Linked DNA regions of Ovis aries: region 2 is linked to region 1. A link is a contact called in public Hi-C data. All regions are on one chromosome and are shown on one strand. Each heading gives the region's core, a stretch centred on a gene start, on an enhancer-like site or on the middle of the called end of the contact. The rest is flanking DNA. Distances are from core to core; before and after follow the strand shown. Region 1 has its middle 350 kb from the start of WDR11. Region 2 holds the start of FGFR2 (fibroblast growth factor receptor 2).

Region 1 (3,294 bases), core at 423-2,922:
GAATGAAGATTTCTTGAAGTTGTGTTGTGGATGAGGTCCTCTCTACAACTCTTCTAAAAGGCATGGCATGGGTAGTCGATCAGAAGTAAACTTGTTAATTATTCTTTCACAATCCCCTCCTACCCTGACTGAATACATTATTACTTAAAAAAATTTTTTTAATATTTTTTCTTATTTTTATTTTGTCTGTGCTGCGCCTTTGTTGCGGCACACAGGCTTAGTTGCCCTGCGGCATGTGGGAATCTTAGTTCCATGATCAGGGATTGAACCCCTTGCATTGGAAGGCAGATTCTTAACCTTTGGACCACCAGGAAGGTCCCCGTTATTACTGTTAGGTCCTTTGCTGTGCAAGTGGAGGCCTGAAGAAAGATTATGCAGAACTCTTCACTGAAGATATCTGGGCCCCTGCTCTCGGTGTGCCACTGGCCAGCTTAGGAGTGATGCCTCCAGACAGATAGCCATCTTATTATTTCCCTTCCTTCCTGTCTCCTGTGGGTCTCTCTAAGCCCTTCCAACTTCACCCTTACTGCATCCTATGTTCAATATTTAGGTGCGACACTGCTTTTACTTCCCTCTGTGTTGATAATGCCACAGCGAGCTTCTTGCAAATTAGCACTCCCCACCTGACCCAAGCTTCAAGTAGTTGTGTTTAGTTTAGCTACAGTCCTGGGTGCACTGCAGATTTAACGCCTTACCCGAGCTGTCTGGAAGCACTCAGATTCGTGAGGGGTCTACTTGCTGGGTTTCACGTATGAGAAGAGGCTCACCCCACCCCCAGCCCCCCACGGGTCTCTGCTACGGTATCATAAAAAACAGGCAATCAGAGGGCAGCGTCCTCTCAGCAGTCTGCAGCGGGCGCAGCCGCGCTCTGAGACCGGACCATTCTGCTGAGTTTGCCCAATGAGCCGCTTCGGGAGGCCAGTTGGCAATAACAACAAATTGGGTCAAAAATAATTCCCCGCCTGTTTCTTGAGTTTCTTTTCTTTCCCAGAGAGATGGAAGAGGTATGTGCAATTAAAAACGAGGCATCTTCTTTCTGTGAGCACGTAAAAACACACTGAACTTCAGGGGTCGTGAAAAACGCTGGACTCAGCAACCTAACCACAGATCCGGAATACCTACGCGCTCCGTGCCTTTGTAGAATGTCCCAGCTCATTCTTTTCGGATAATCCCAGCCTGGATCTGAATTATACCCCGAGGGATTCTTTCCCACGGACTCTGCTATTATTGGGGGAGCCCTGGTTCAGCCACCCGGCAGTCAGAGCAAGGTCATTCTGTGGTGTTGGCATGCACACATCCATGGTACCCAGTGTCCTTTCTGCTCCAAAGACAACAGTTTTCTCTGGTTCAATCCTGTTCCTTTGTTTCACAAGTTAATGGTGGGGGAAGCAGCCCCACTCCAGGCAGCGGAGGGATTTGAGTTTCTGGGTCAGCGGGTGATGACTTCCCTTTGCCATGCCTGGCAGGCAGCCTTTGGAGGAGGCTGCCTTAACACTGACATGTTTGGTAACTTGAGGAAGGGATGGAGCAATCCGTTATCTGTTTGCATATCGCTGAGCAAGCCTCATACTCGGAGTGGCCATCTTGAATTGATTGCTCCAGCGACATAAGTCAGAGGCGAGCTCTGTGCCAATCCTGCCTGTCAGCAGATGGCTCCAAATGAGGTCATTGTTTTGACAGTTTCACAAAAGAACCTCAAACAGTCTGGACAAACCCTTACACATGTTGGATCATCCGGAACAGTTGTGAGGTTAAAAAAATGAACTTGGACCATAACCTTGGGAAGTGGTGAAACGCCACCGAAGTTTCTCTCTTGACTCCTCACAGGCAGGGAACCTCCGAGCTGGGCTGGAAAAGATTGGTCTCATTCCTCTCCCAGCCTCCTCCAGTTCTGGGTGTTAGAACTGCTTGGGTGGCAGGGATGATCTGATTAGAGGAGGACAATTATTTCAAACCTCAGTGATTGTAAGCTCCATTGAGAAGCCTCTTGGCAGCCTGGATGCTGATATTCTTGGAACGCTCTGTATTTTTCACCAGTTCCAAGAGTGTATGTGTAGCAAGTCACGTGACCCCAAAGTAACATTGGAAATTCATAGAGTGGGAAGCATCCACTGGGACTACTTATCATTTAGGTTGGGAAACTGGGCAGGCATACATCTTTCTGAGTTTTTTGAGGGGGTGACCACTACTACCTGGCTTCTACATTCTGCAGCCCCTGACAGCAACACGTGACTCCTTAGCACTGATCCAGCTTAACTTAGTCCATCAAGCTTGCACCTGAGGGAGGGACATTACCCTGTCTTAGATTTGTATGCTCCTCAGAACTGCAGTCAAAAGTGACCACACTTCCCTCCTCCTTGATCTGGCAGAAAGAGGCCTGGGTTTGAAGGATGTCTTCTACACGTAGTTTCTAGTTCTAGAAACTCACGAAGGCAAAAAGTTGTGTTCTGTGTTTGTATTGGTTTCCTACAGCTCCCATAACAAAGCATCAGAAGCTAGAAGGCTAATGAAACAGAAACCTATTCACTCACAGTTCTGAAATCGAGGTTTTGGCAGAACTGGTTCCTTCTCGGAGGCTCTGAACAGAGGAGAATCTGTTCCATACCTTCCTTCCAGTGGCTACTAGAAATCCTTGGTGTTCCTTGGCTTCTGGGGGCATAACTCCAATCTCTGCACCCCTTCATACGGCAATTGCTTTGTGTTACCTGATATTCAAATTTCTCTTCTTATAAGGACACCTATCACTGAATTAGATCCCATCATAATCCAGTATGGCCATCTGCAAAGATTCTATTTCTGAATGAGGTCCCATTCACAGGTACTATTAGGGTTAGGACCCGAAGATGTCTTCTTGGAAGAGACCGTTCAATCCACTGCAGGGTCAACTCCCAAGTCCATCCCCAGGGCCCCCTCTTGCCACCAGTAGGCCTTTGGCAGATCAAGGAATTTTTAGGTCTGAGTTTCTTCCTCTGTGGAATGAGGACCCTGAATTAGATGGTCTCCAATGGCTTGCCCTCTGCCCGTATGCTCCTGTTCCTGGGTGTTATTGCATATGTTCTAGGGCATCTTCATCTGCATAGGGATAAATGTCAACCCAGGGGGGACTCAAATTTTAAATGTGAATTTCTATGTGGAATCTAGAAAAATGACATAGATGAACCTATATGCAGGGCAGGAATAGAGATGCAGATGCAGAGAACGGATGTGGGGGTGTGGGTCGGAGGAAGAGGGACTGGGATGAACTGGGAAGTTGGGATGGACACGTATATACTACCATGTGTATGGACATGTATA
Region 2 (3,294 bases), core at 366-2,865, 380 kb before region 1:
CTTGAGTTCCCCACTGGTGGGGAATATAAAGTTGTAAGTGCCAGCCTCCAAGCAGGCAGACACTCAGCCTGGTCTGAGACATTGAAAAGCATTGATGTGGTCAGAACAACTCAGGTGTGGGAGATGGTTGAGGTCACCTGGCTAAGGTGTCTCCGTGAATTAAATGATAATGGGACTGATCCAGGTTAAAAGACTTGACCAAAAACCATAGCCTGCCCCTAAGCATAGGAACTGATTATTTTATTTTGCTTGAGACTCAGACTATTACTTTTGCTGTCACATTTCCAGAACAGAATTTCAGAGCCATTCGCCTGAAGCATTTCAACGGATCTGTACTCTTGGTGTTTCGGTAATTTTACATAAAAGTTCTCTGAGAGGTATTGTGAAGAAGAATGATTTTCTAATGATGTGGCACCCTGAAAAAATATTTTCGTAAATGTTGTGAAGTGTGCAGTGTCAATGACCCATAAGCAACTGCCTTTCTAAATGCAGGAAAAGTCGATTTCCCAGGTCAATTTGGTACTGCTGCTCCATCCATCTTTAGGACTCCAAAGCACTTCTGGGTTTAATGACCTTTTCTAAGAAAAAATAATTAAGGTTTTTATCTATATTGTCTTGGACTTAAGGCACCACTGCTTGGGAGCTGGATGAGTGGGGAAGGAGAGCAAGTATGTTAAAGAATAAATTATCCCGTAGACACAGCCTAGTGGAAAAGGTAAATGGAAGATATGAACTTTAACCAGTTACAGCTTGGCATTTAGTTGAAGAATCTTAAGATTCAGAGAGAGGAATTGATTTGCTTAAGGTCATACAGCTATTTATAGCAGAGTTGAGTCCTTAGAATCTTCCGAATTTATTGATCCAAATACATAGCACCAAACACTATTTTTCCCCCTCAGTTTTGAACTTTTCCCTAAGACAGCCAGATTCAAAGTCAGGCTCAGCTGCTGCCATTAACCAGCTGGTTAACCCTGGACAAATAACATCTCTCAACCTGTTTCCTTAGCAGAAACTGGGACTATTACTCTGCAGGGTGGCTGTGCGGTTGAAAAAGGAGACTCTACTCCGTGCGCCCTGCCTATAGCAGAACCTCCGTAAACACTCGCTTCTCTGCTCATCGCTATCGTTTTGATGGGCAGACAGGCATGCCCCAGGTTACTTTCTCTCGTCTCAAAGTTTCAGTTGCATTCTATTTCTCCCCCACGCGCCCCAATACCACGCAGATGCAGTTTAAAGTCTCGTGGCCGCGGGTAGGGGTGGGTAGAGAGCAGGCTTTCTGTCATTTGTTTTGACTTGAAACGAGACAGCGTAACGTAACCACCCGGCAAACCGTGGATCAGGCGAACTGCCCAGGGGAGGAAGGGGGCGCGGGCCCCGGCCGCATCCACGGAGGATGCTGCCTGCTGCCCCTCTGCGCCCCGGTGCGGCCCGGGGCCCCTCGCCCTCCCCGCCGGGGTCTCGGGGCCGCTCGCAGGCGTCGGGAGCCGCGCCGAGTCGGGGCGGCGGGGCGCGCGGCGCTGATTGGCAGAGCGGGCGCCGCCGTCCAGGAAACGGCTCGGGTTTCAGCGGGGGCGTGACCCGCCGGGAGGGGGCGGCGGCGGCGGCGGCAGCCTCGGAGAACGCCGCGGAGAGCCGAGCCGGCGGGCGGGCGAGCAAGGGAGTGAGCGCGGCCGCCACAAAGCTCGGGCGCCGCGGGGTCTGCGCGCGGCGTAGCTGGCCCGGCGCGGCGACTCCTTTCCAGGCTGGCGGGGCCCGGGCGCCCCGAGGCCGCGGCTTTCCTCCGCGCTCCAGTCGTTCGCAAGTTGCGAGCGAAGTTTGGTGGAGGAAACGCCAAGCCCAACTCCTTTCTTCCTCCCGCTCCCCAAATCCGAGCGCAGCCCGCGGGCGTCATGCCTGCGCGCCTCCGCAGCCTGGGGTGCGCGTGAAGCCTCGGAACTTTGGCGCCGGCGAGGACCACTTTTTTTTTTTTTTTTTTTGCTGGGAGTTGGTCGTTTGCTCCATCCCGACCCACGCTGGGCGCGGGGACAGACCCGATCGCCGGGGATCGTTGCCATTCAAGGTAATCGCCGAGTCGGGCGCCTCGGGGGAGCTTCGCGGGGCGGGAGAGTGGGTGCAGTGGAAGCCCGAGACACCCGGTGCACGGCCTCCGGAACGGAGGGCTGGCCCTGTGGAGGCGGCTCCCTGTCCTTCCTCTTTGGCTGCATAGGTGATGGGGGAGCTGGGTGCCTGCTGACGGCTGGCGTTTGGGCAGTGCTGCCGCTTCCACCCCCATCCAGATGCTGACATCTGCTTCTGGCGCTGACACCCCCCGCCCCCGCCCGCCTCCCTGTCAAACTCCGGCCGGCGCACTCCCACTGGCGGGGCGCGATCCTCCGACCCCAGAGCTGGCGGGCGAGCGGCGGGGCAGCCTCGCTGGTGGCATAGCCCGGTAGGTCCCAGACTCGGAGGGGACATCGTCGAAGGTGCCTCGTTCCGAGGCCCGGGGAGCCCCCACTCCGTTCCATCCAGGCCCGGGCCGGGGACCCTTCCCCGGGAGGGGTCCGCTGAGGTGGGGCTGGCAACACCTCTGTAGGGTAGGCGAGGGCTCGGGGCGGGGGGTGGCACTCTGGGAGGGGGGCTGCTCCGGTTCCCCGATTGCAGTGCCCTTCGGCCTCCCTGGCCCGCAGCCGCCGTCTCGGCTGGAGGGAGCGCGGCTCGCCTGGGGCTAGGGGGCGAACTGGACCGACTTTTTCTAGTTCGCTGCCTGCTCTACCGGCAGCAGCTCGGAGATGTCGAAAGCGCAGGCGAGTTCTAACTTGCGCGCTCATTCTTTCAGCTCCAGGGCCGCGCCGGGGAGTCAGCCGAGGGCTGGGCCCGGCGCTGGCTCCGACCCTCGCGGCCACCGGGCCAGGCGAAGGGGTCCGGCTCGGGGCCGTGGAGCCTCAGCCGCTCCCCTCGCCTCCCGCTCCTTTGCAAACTCTTCTCCGGACCTTCCTTCCTCTCGCCCAATTCAATAAAACCACCCTTAAAGGCAAACCTTCTTTCACCCATTATGTGTTTGGCGTGAAGCGCTATCAACATTTAAAACCCCATTGTCCCCTGGGTCCCAAATCCCTGTAAATCTTCCACCGGCCTCGACTCATTTTCATCTGAAAAGCCTGTTTAGTTTGAATAGAAAAGCAATCGGGCGCCCCTCTCTCTCGCCCTGGAATGTCAATTAAAATGCAGATTTCTCTGAGCTCTTTAGCGCCCCGAGAAGGGGGAGAAATTCACTATATTCCTAGCACACAAATGAAACAACTGCTACAATTGAAA

What was found. A called contact is a pair of places that touch in the nucleus more often than the background predicts.
Region 2: a Hi-C map of hypothalamus shows a contact between it and region 1, with 3 times the contacts expected there. The contact joins the promoter of FGFR2 here to the enhancer-like site in region 1. A contact is called at or near these places in 2 of 16 Hi-C or Micro-C datasets (hypothalamus and tail adipose tissue).

Annotation. Positions count from the first base shown.
Region 1 is chr22:40,711,094-40,714,387 of ARS-UI_Ramb_v3.0, reverse strand. No RefSeq gene overlaps it. Among named protein-coding and RNA genes, the nearest start is that of WDR11, 350 kb to the right of the region's middle. Within about 2 kb of position 1,672, at least 13 of the 54 cell types and tissues checked have an H3K27ac peak or open chromatin away from gene starts, as enhancers often do. A contact at or near this core is called in hypothalamus and tail adipose tissue, where this site is marked.
Region 2 is chr22:41,089,350-41,092,643 of ARS-UI_Ramb_v3.0, reverse strand. It overlaps FGFR2 (fibroblast growth factor receptor 2), which reads left to right and starts at 1,615. Exons shown (of 17, transcript XM_060404525.1): 1 at 1,615-2,059.